Linked DNA regions of Mus musculus: regions 1 and 3 are each linked to region 2. Evidence: chromatin contacts called from public HiChIP or PLAC-seq data. All regions are on one chromosome and are shown on one strand. Each heading gives the region's core, a stretch centred on a gene start, on an enhancer-like site or on the middle of the called end of the contact. The rest is flanking DNA. Distances are from core to core; before and after follow the strand shown. Region 1 has its middle 17 kb from the start of Nudt7. Region 2 holds the start of Terf2ip (telomeric repeat binding factor 2, interacting protein). Region 3 holds the start of Vat1l (vesicle amine transport protein 1 like).

Evidence for each region. HiChIP or PLAC-seq counts read pairs in DNA pulled down with a chosen protein or histone mark.
Region 1: a contact with region 2 is called in an H3K4me3 HiChIP or PLAC-seq map of embryonic forebrain, with 5 times the contacts expected there. The contact joins the enhancer-like site here to the promoter of Terf2ip in region 2. A contact is called at or near these places in 2 of 39 promoter capture datasets (3T3-L1-derived adipocytes and pre-B cells), 3 of 115 datasets of contacts at active chromatin or transcription factors (embryonic forebrain, embryonic limb bud and large pre-B cells) and 1 of 9 other capture datasets (liver).
Region 3: a contact with region 2 is called in an H3K4me3 HiChIP or PLAC-seq map of pro-B cells, with 8 times the contacts expected there. The contact joins the promoter of Vat1l here to the promoter of Terf2ip in region 2. A contact is called at or near these places in 1 of 39 promoter capture datasets (hippocampal neurons) and 3 of 115 datasets of contacts at active chromatin or transcription factors (embryonic forebrain, large pre-B cells and pro-B cells).

Annotation. Positions count from the first base shown.
Region 1 is chr8:114,115,064-114,117,763 of GRCm38.p6, forward strand. No RefSeq gene overlaps it. Among named protein-coding and RNA genes, the nearest start is that of Nudt7, 17 kb to the right of the region's middle. Within about 2 kb of position 1,253, at least 30 of the 459 cell types and tissues checked have an H3K27ac peak or open chromatin away from gene starts, as enhancers often do. A contact at or near this core is called in embryonic forebrain, where this site is marked.
Region 2 is chr8:112,010,041-112,012,740 of GRCm38.p6, forward strand. It overlaps Terf2ip (telomeric repeat binding factor 2, interacting protein), which reads left to right and starts at 1,319. Exons shown (of 3, transcript NM_020584.2): 1 at 1,319-2,102. The coding sequence starts at 1,442. Kars (lysyl-tRNA synthetase) reads right to left here and starts at 1,314. Exons shown (of 14, transcript NM_053092.3): 1 at 1,170-1,314. The coding sequence starts at 1,228.
Region 3 is chr8:114,204,347-114,207,046 of GRCm38.p6, forward strand. It overlaps Vat1l (vesicle amine transport protein 1 like), which reads left to right and starts at 1,294. Exons shown (of 9, transcript NM_173016.3): 1 at 1,294-1,596. The coding sequence starts at 1,370. Gm30272 (a long non-coding RNA gene) reads right to left here and starts at 1,288. Exons shown (of 3, transcript XR_388052.4): 1 at 908-1,288; 2 at 396-493.

The sequences.
Region 1 (2,700 bases), core at 3-2,502, 2.1 Mb after region 2:
CAGTAGGGAAGATAGCTAGGTCAAGGTGGCAGAAGCTTGCTGCAGGGTTTGTCACACCTCAAATGATCAGGAAGCTGGGAGCTTGGGCAGGAAGTGAACCAGAAAGCAATCCTCCATAGAGGCCCTTTCCCAGTATCACCTCCACCAGCCGGGCCTCCTCCCTCAAAGTTTCTACAACCTCCCTCCCACAGTGCCAACAGCTGTGGCCATGTCTGTGGGGGATTGTCTTAATTGATGATGATGTGGGAGGGCTCAGCCCATTGTGGGTGGCTTTATACATCACTAGGCAAAAGGACCTGGGCTGTAGAAAAAACTCTGAAACTCTGTGTTTCCAGGCAAACTTGGATTCTCTCTCTCTCTCTCTCTCTCTCTCTCTCTCTCTCTGTGTGTGTGTGTGTGTGTGTGTGTGTGTACGTGTACTTCTGCATTCAATAAAATCCAGTGGAGTACTGATACCTTGCTTTTCTTGCCTTCTTATTGTTTAAATCAAGAGAAAAGGGAATCTGTTCCTGCAACCCTAGAGGGCTAATAAATCTCTTGACCCAAAAGACAAACCGCCTCAGTTCTCCCGATTGAATACCAAACCAAAACTTTCCACCTCTAGGGAGTTACAGCTGCATCTCCAACGGAACCACTCAGGCCAGCTTCAGAACATGAGCAAGATGGGGGGTGGGGGGAAGAGAGGGACACAGAACAGAGGGCACGACGACAGGATGACCACACACCTTGGATGGACGCTGCAAGGGCAACCTATGAAGATGATATACCATGTTTGCAAACACCAAGCTGTCCAGTGCTCAGGTAACAACTCCTTCTGAAGAAGTTTCAGCCATGCAGCCCATGACAGATTATTAAAACAGTTCTTCTAAAATGACTTTTTAATTGCGCAATAATATCCTAGCCTCTCCGCCTCCTCAAGTTTTGGGGGAAATGTTTAGAAAGTGTCTGTGTGTCCTAAGAGAAAGACCAGTATAAAATTTTCAAATCACTAGCACTTGGGCTGGCAGGATGATCCCCCAGCCAAGCTGACAGTCACAAGAAACCTGCTTCTAATCTGCCGGGGTTTTCACAGCTGGGGACCTTTTATGCTTTTTCTCTGGGATGGAATGGAAATGAGCTCTGAGAGTCTTTTCTTTTCCCTTTCATGGCCCATTTATCATATCAAAGCCCATTTGTCTGCACACCAGCCTCACCAAATTAGGTAACCCGGGTTCAGGAGGAACAGCTGTTAGCAAGAGGAGTAATCACAAAGCTGATGCTTCATTGTAGCAGCTGCTGGGTAAACACTGTTTCCACAAATATGGCAACTAAGATGCAGGCAGCTAATGGAGAGATCACTGGGGATGCTTAGATTGCAATAGAAACCAAAGCCCTAAATTCTGTTATGGTCCCAGCCCCTTCCTCTCTCCACCTCTCCCTCCCTACCAGCAGCTACCTGCTTGCTTCCTGATGCTCCTTTGCAGCTCAACAGTTCTGGTTCTTTCCCTCAACCAATAGGATCCACTTGAGGTCTGCTTTCCTAAAATCTACCTGTCCTGGTTAGCCTCAATCCTATGTCCTGTTATAATGCATTTCCCTGCTTAAGTGCAAACTTAAATATTTATTTCTGTGAGAGAGGCAACAAAGGAACTCTAGGGTTAGAGCTCTGGGTCTAATGTCTTTGGCACTGTTCGTGCACCAACCTTTACCCCTCCCCCATTTGCTGAGCTGCCTTTTAGATAGACAACTTCAGTTATTGGTTGTACATCTTGGGCTTAACAGATTCTTTTCCAGTTTGGGGGGGGGGGAAGAAGAGGTACAGGTTTACAGATGACACGCTCTGGCCAGGATTTTGGAGCTAGCTAACAAGTAGCTGTGTGAAATAAAAACTCAGGTATAAATTGACAACTGGAAATGCATTTATTTATTTATTTATTTATTTATTTATTTATTTGGCTAAGGATCTATCCCAGGGTCTGGAGCATGCTAGATGATTTTCCATATATAAATATAACTTGGCACCAGATCCAACATTAAATGCATTCCATATATGATTTATCTATTCATTCCCCCCCACCACCACCACCACCACCAAAAAGCCCAACGAGTGAAGTCTAACCATCATCTCTATTTTCCAGACAAGGGAAATGCAGCTCAGACAGGTAGAACAGGTAGAATCTGCCCAGGGCCACCAAGCTAGAAACGGGGGGGGGGGGGGGACGACGACACACACTCCCCATATCTGAACACTATACTGTCCCTTATTGTGTGCCTTCATCCTGTATGTCACTGAATCATGGGACTGATCCATGGATTTTATTATGATCAGTCCCATGATCCAGTGACATACATAAGACTGGCTCTATCAGCAATCAGTCAAGAAAAGGGGAGGGATTTACAGTGCATTATTCTTTACTCTTTGTCCCAGGATCTGAAACCAATAGTAGGTTTCAGACCATCAGTTTCAGAGCCTAGAACAAATATTGACCTCTGATAGATTTTGGACTACTGACCCTTGATAGATTCTGGGAAGAGGAGCAATCACTATCTTTAACTGTGTGCCTACTGCTGAGTCTACTCTGCTCCAGTTGATAGCTCCAAAGCCTTGGTCAGTCAAACAGATGATTGCAACATGGCTGATTGCAACATGTTACAAATGCAAAGAGATAGACATAAATATGTGAGAGAGATTGGAGAAGTGGACAAGAGGAATAGGGAGGT
Region 2 (2,700 bases), core at 69-2,568:
GACAGCCAGGGCGCCAGGGCTACACAGAGAAATCCTGTCTCGAAAAACCAAAAAAAAAAAGAAAAGAAAGAAAGAAAAGTGACTTGAAAGCAGCAGTAAGGCTTCCTTAAATTACCTGAAAACTGAGGTACTTTCTTTCGCTTGTGACTCAAAATTCCAACTACTGATTTAATAAACTCACCCATCCTCCGCTAAGGAATCCACTAAACTGCTCACACAAAGGACAACCAACCAGGGAGCCTGCAACCCATAAATTTAAACATTTTCTTTAAAATCCTTCTAAACCACACAAAGCAGAAACACAGCCATAAAAAGGAAACCCAGTTATTATCTAGAAGGTTTCTGGTATTTCCCTCGGGGATCAATAAGGGGATTTATTTATTGCTAGGGTACTAACGAAAGCAGCCATGGTATGTGACAGCTTAAACTAGTTATTTCCTACAGCTTTGGAGGGTACTATGTAGTTCCAGGCACTAAGAAGACATTCAAGTCATTGCTAGTGTTCTGTGGGTCAAGTGGACTAGAGTGTAGTCCTAAAAGCAACCAGTTAAAGGGAGGGTAATCTTATCTGCCTACTCAATTCTGGGATTTGGAGTGTTTTACAAAGATACCCCCAGCAGTGCAAAGGGAGCCTGGTGTATCCCGCTAAATAAGGCCACTTGCTCCCGTGTCACAGATCCTTTGAGTGACACATATGGGTAGGTACACTATTGTTTCAGAACGTACCCCCTTTTAACACCCAAGGTGCAGAATAACCTTGGATAGGCCAAGGATAATGTAAAGGTTCTTCTTTTAAGAACAAAGATATTTAACCATTTTCCAGTCTATCCGTTGGGGGAGTGGTTCAATTAAAAGAGCATTTCTTAGAAGGTAGGGAAAAGTTAGTTTCACTTTTCTTTGCTACCATTCCCGGTTTCTGTGCTGGCTTTCCCTAGGTATGCTCGTCCCTACGGCTAGGACCAGGGAACCCATCAGCCACGCAGTTGATCCTCCTGGGGCATCCTGGAGGCTGTAGGTTCTACGGCACTGCATCTCTGTCCCAGCATGTGCTCACCCACCGGAAAAGACAAGAGGGACCCCAGGCACAGTCGCCTTGGCGGGAAAACTCCAGGCACTTCCCATCGGAACACTGCAACAAGAGACACTTAGAGATCTTCAACGACACTTACTTCTTGCTTAGTTTCTGCTCGCCATCCACTTTGACTTCACTCTCCTGCAGCGTGGCCATCTTCCCCACTGGCCCGACCCAGAAAAAAAAAAATTATGACTAGCGTAGAACTAGAACTTCCAGGTCGTGGCTCTAAGTCCTGCCTCTTCCGGGAAAGAGGGCGGGCCCTCGGCCGGACTCTCGCTGCGCAGGCGCAGTGCTGGGCTCCTCCGGCGGAGAGTCCGTCTTAGTGGTGTCGTTTCTGCGCTTTACTTGTACAGCGGGGCGACAGGTATGGCGGAGGCGATGGATCTGGGTAAAGACCCCAATGGGCCCACTCACTCCTCCACTCTGTTCGTGAGAGAAGACGGCAGCGCCATGTCGTTTTACGTGCGGCCCAGCTCGGCCAAGCGCCGGCTGTCGACGCTCATCCTGCACGGCGGCGGCACCGTGTGTCGGGTGCAGGAACCCGGAGCCGTGCTTCTCGCCCAGCCCGGGGAGGCGCTGGCCGAGGCTTCGGGCGACTTCATCTCCACGCAGTACATCCTAGACTGCGTGGATCGCAACGAGAAGCTGGACCTGGAGGCCTATCGGCTGGGCCTGACGGAGCAGGCGTCCGATCCGAAGCCCGGGGCTTCCACCGAGGGCTCCACGGAACCGGAGCCGCAGCCCCTGACCGGGCGCATCGCCTACACCGACGCGGAAGATGTGGCCATCCTGACCTACGTGAAGGAGAACGCCCGTTCGCCCAGCTCGGTCACAGGCAATGCCTTGTGGAAAGCGATGGAGAAGAGCTCGCTCACGCAGCACTCCTGGCAGTCGCTCAAGGACCGCTACCTCAAGCACCTACGGGGTCAGGAGCACAAGTACCTGCTCGGGAACGCCCCGGTCAGCCCGTCCTCCCAGAAGCTCAAACGGAAGGCGGAGCAGGACCCCGAGGCCGCGGATAGCGGAGGTGAGGCCGGCACCTTCGGGGCTCCGGGGGGCGGGGCTGCCTGCCTGTCAGCGAGCGTCTTTTTGGGCGCCGTGGGTGGCATAGCTCAGCCCCTCTTCTCTGTTGAGGTCCGAAGCGAAAGTGCACCGTTTCCTCTTATCCCTTGTTTTCTGGTTTTAATTTGTCTTTTCATTTAACTTTTCCTTCCCGTTGACTGGATGTTTGTTCGTTGATGGATTTGGGTTTGGGAGGGCGGGGAACTTGAGTCTCTTCGCTGTGTCGCCCAGGCTGTCCCCAAACTCTATGCCTGAAATATTCTCCTGCCTTCGGAGTGACTGAGACTACGGAACAGTAACTAGTTTACAAAAACGGCTCTGTGTTCAAAAGGAACACAGTACAGTATATATGGAAATCTTCTACCCTTCCTACCCACCATACCCAGGAGGTAACAGGGTAACCTGTTTCTGTTTTCAGAAATTTCAAAGATATTTTCCCTTCCCCCTTTTTCCTTCCTTCCTTCCTCCTCTCCTTTTCTCCTTTTCCTCCACCTCTTCTTGCGCCTCCTCCTCCTCCTCCTCCTCTTCTTCTCATCCTCCATCTTTTTTATTTGAGAAAAGGC
Region 3 (2,700 bases), core at 44-2,543, 2.2 Mb after region 2:
ACACAGGCACCTGAGCTGAGAAATTGGATCTCTTACACCGCACAAGGCAACTCCTATCTCGCCTTTTAAGATAGCACAAATGACCTTTTTTTAAGAATCAGAATTTATTATGTGATGGATATGATTGGATTGCATCTGTAGTTTTGTTATTTTTTTATTTTATTTTTGGAGAAAGGGTCTCACTATGTAGAGCTGGCCACCCTGGAACTCACTATGTAGACCAGTCTATCCTCAGATTCATGAGAAATTCATCTGCCTCCTGGTTGCTGGAATTCTGAAATTAAAGGCGTTGCGCGCACGCGCGTACACACACACATACACACACATACACACGCACGCACGCGCCCAGCAATTTTAAATTCTTGTTTAGGTTTTTTAAGACAGGGTCGCCCTACCTCAGCTTCCATACTACAGATGTGTCACCAAACACTGCTGGGGAAAGTACTCGTTTTTTTTGTTGTTGTTGTTGTTGTTGTTGTTGTTTTTCTGTAACCTTGCAAAACAAAAGGCAGGTGTGGGGAGGGGAGGGGGGAGGGAGGAGGGAGGGGGGAGAAAGGGAGAGAGAGAAAGAGGGAGAGAGAGAGAGAGAGAGGAGAGAGAGAGAGAATTTGGTCCTCTGGAGGTCCTAGCAGGAAACAGGCTTGTTCTGGGAGCCTCTTTCCTAGAAAAAAAAGCATGGGTACTGAGAACTAACTGTCATAAGGAAGCCACAGAAGTCCAGAAACAGCATCCCTAGTGACAGGGGTGGGGGTGGGGGGTGGCGTCCAGATGGAAAAGACTGGACCTGGCTCTTTGGAGCCTTACTTGGGATGTATCTTTAACTTCCCGCACCTCCCTGCCGCTCCACTCAGAACCAGCAGATGGGAAACAGCCCAATTTCCCAGCTATCCCTCCCATCCCTGCCTACCCGCGGGAGAAGAGGCAACCTTGTCTCTCGCAGCATCCTCCAGGCCCAGACATTCGTCTCTGTCCATTTCAAGGCGCCAGAGTCTGTGCCGTATATACCCAAGTATTTGCCCATTGTAGGGGTTGGAGTAGCCATCCGGCCTCTTCTTCTGTGTTTGTATTCAAGAGTCTTGGGGAAATCTGTTTTTAGTGTTGAGACAAATAGCCTGACTTAGTACTAGCACAAAAGGTGGACTTGAGATTTGTTTTGGAGTAAGTAGGAGGAAATGTGAGGGAGGGGGTGGGGCGCTAGGGCGCGGCTCCTCTAAGGATTACGGCGGAGGCGGTGGACCGCGGCTCCGCTCACAGAGGTTGCAGCCATTGCACTGAAGAGCATCCCACATTCAACAGGAGGAACCCGCGGGAGAGCAGACCCGACCCCTTCACAACCGCAGCCTGTGCGCCCCGCGGCCCCTCGAGCGCCATGGCTAAGGAAGGCGTAGAGAAAGCGGAGGAGACCGAACAAATGATTGAGAAGGAGACCAGCAAGGAACCTGCTGAGGGCGGCGACGGCTCCCACCGCCTCGGGGATGCCCAGGAGATGCGCGCTGTGGTGCTGGCCGGCTTCGGCGGACTCAACAAGCTGAGGCTCTCTAGAAAGGCCATGCCGGAGCCACAGGACGGCGAGCTCAAGATCCGCGTCAAAGCCTGGTCCAGTATCCACGACTTTTTGGTTTTTCTCTCTTTCCGCGCTGGGCGCACCGGCAGTGGGTGGGAGAGCCTAGATTGGGGATGCTGCCCCAGGTACCCAGCACCCACAGTCAGCGAGCACCCTCTCTGCATTCACACTTGGCTCTCAGAACCTCCCGGGTAGCCCAAGCCACTGGAGCCTGGGGAGGATGCTCAGAGGTGGTCCTTCTCCCCACACCAGATGTAGGGTGACAGGAAGGATAGTGGTGCCTAGGACTTGAGGTCTGGAAAATTGCCTTGTGCCCCTCTTGTAGGACAACTCAGCTCCTAACACTGGGAGGGACGTAAGGGTGGGACTTGATCGTTAGCATGGTTAAAAAAAATAACAATCGCCGTGTATATACACGTAGTTCCTGGTGCTAGTTTGTTTTCTTTCTTTCTTTCTTTCTTTCTTTCTTTCTTTCTTTCTTTCTTTCTTTCTTTCTTTCTGGAGTTTTACATATACGATCCCGTTTAATACTTCCTGAGACCCAGTAAGTCAGGTGCCCAGCTTTAGAGGTGAGAAAAACAGTGGATGGGGGAAAATAAATGATCTGCCAAGATCGCTGAGCTGCCAGTAAGTGGTGTGGCTGCCACTTGACACTTGATCTCCCTTTTCACCTCTCTGCGTCCAAATGGGGCTGAAGGCAGGGTGCATGCCCTTGTGTATCTCCTTCCCAGTACTTACTGTGAGAGAAGGAACTGAGAATCAAGAGGGTTAAATCCTCGGCCTCTAAGCTGGGTGAAAGGTGAGACCAGGGATGCAGCCTTCTCTCCCCCACTGCATCTTCTGCTTTCCTCCTGGCTGGGAAAGCCCCATCCTATTCCTTAGGAACGAACTCCTGTGGTGGCCGCAGAAGGAGCCCACACTCTAAGAGGTCCGCTATTCTCCTGGGGAAACTTGCCAGTGCCTAGAACAGCAGAGATTTCCCCAGTAGTGTGTAAGTGAGAAAGCTTGTCTCTGCCTGGGGAGGCACTGCACTCCCATGTCCCTGAAGTCTAGTGGGGTGCAGACTGATAGAGCTGCTCGCTGGACCCCGCATTCTACAGTAACTGTGAATCTTACAAGGGTTGGCTGGATCTCCT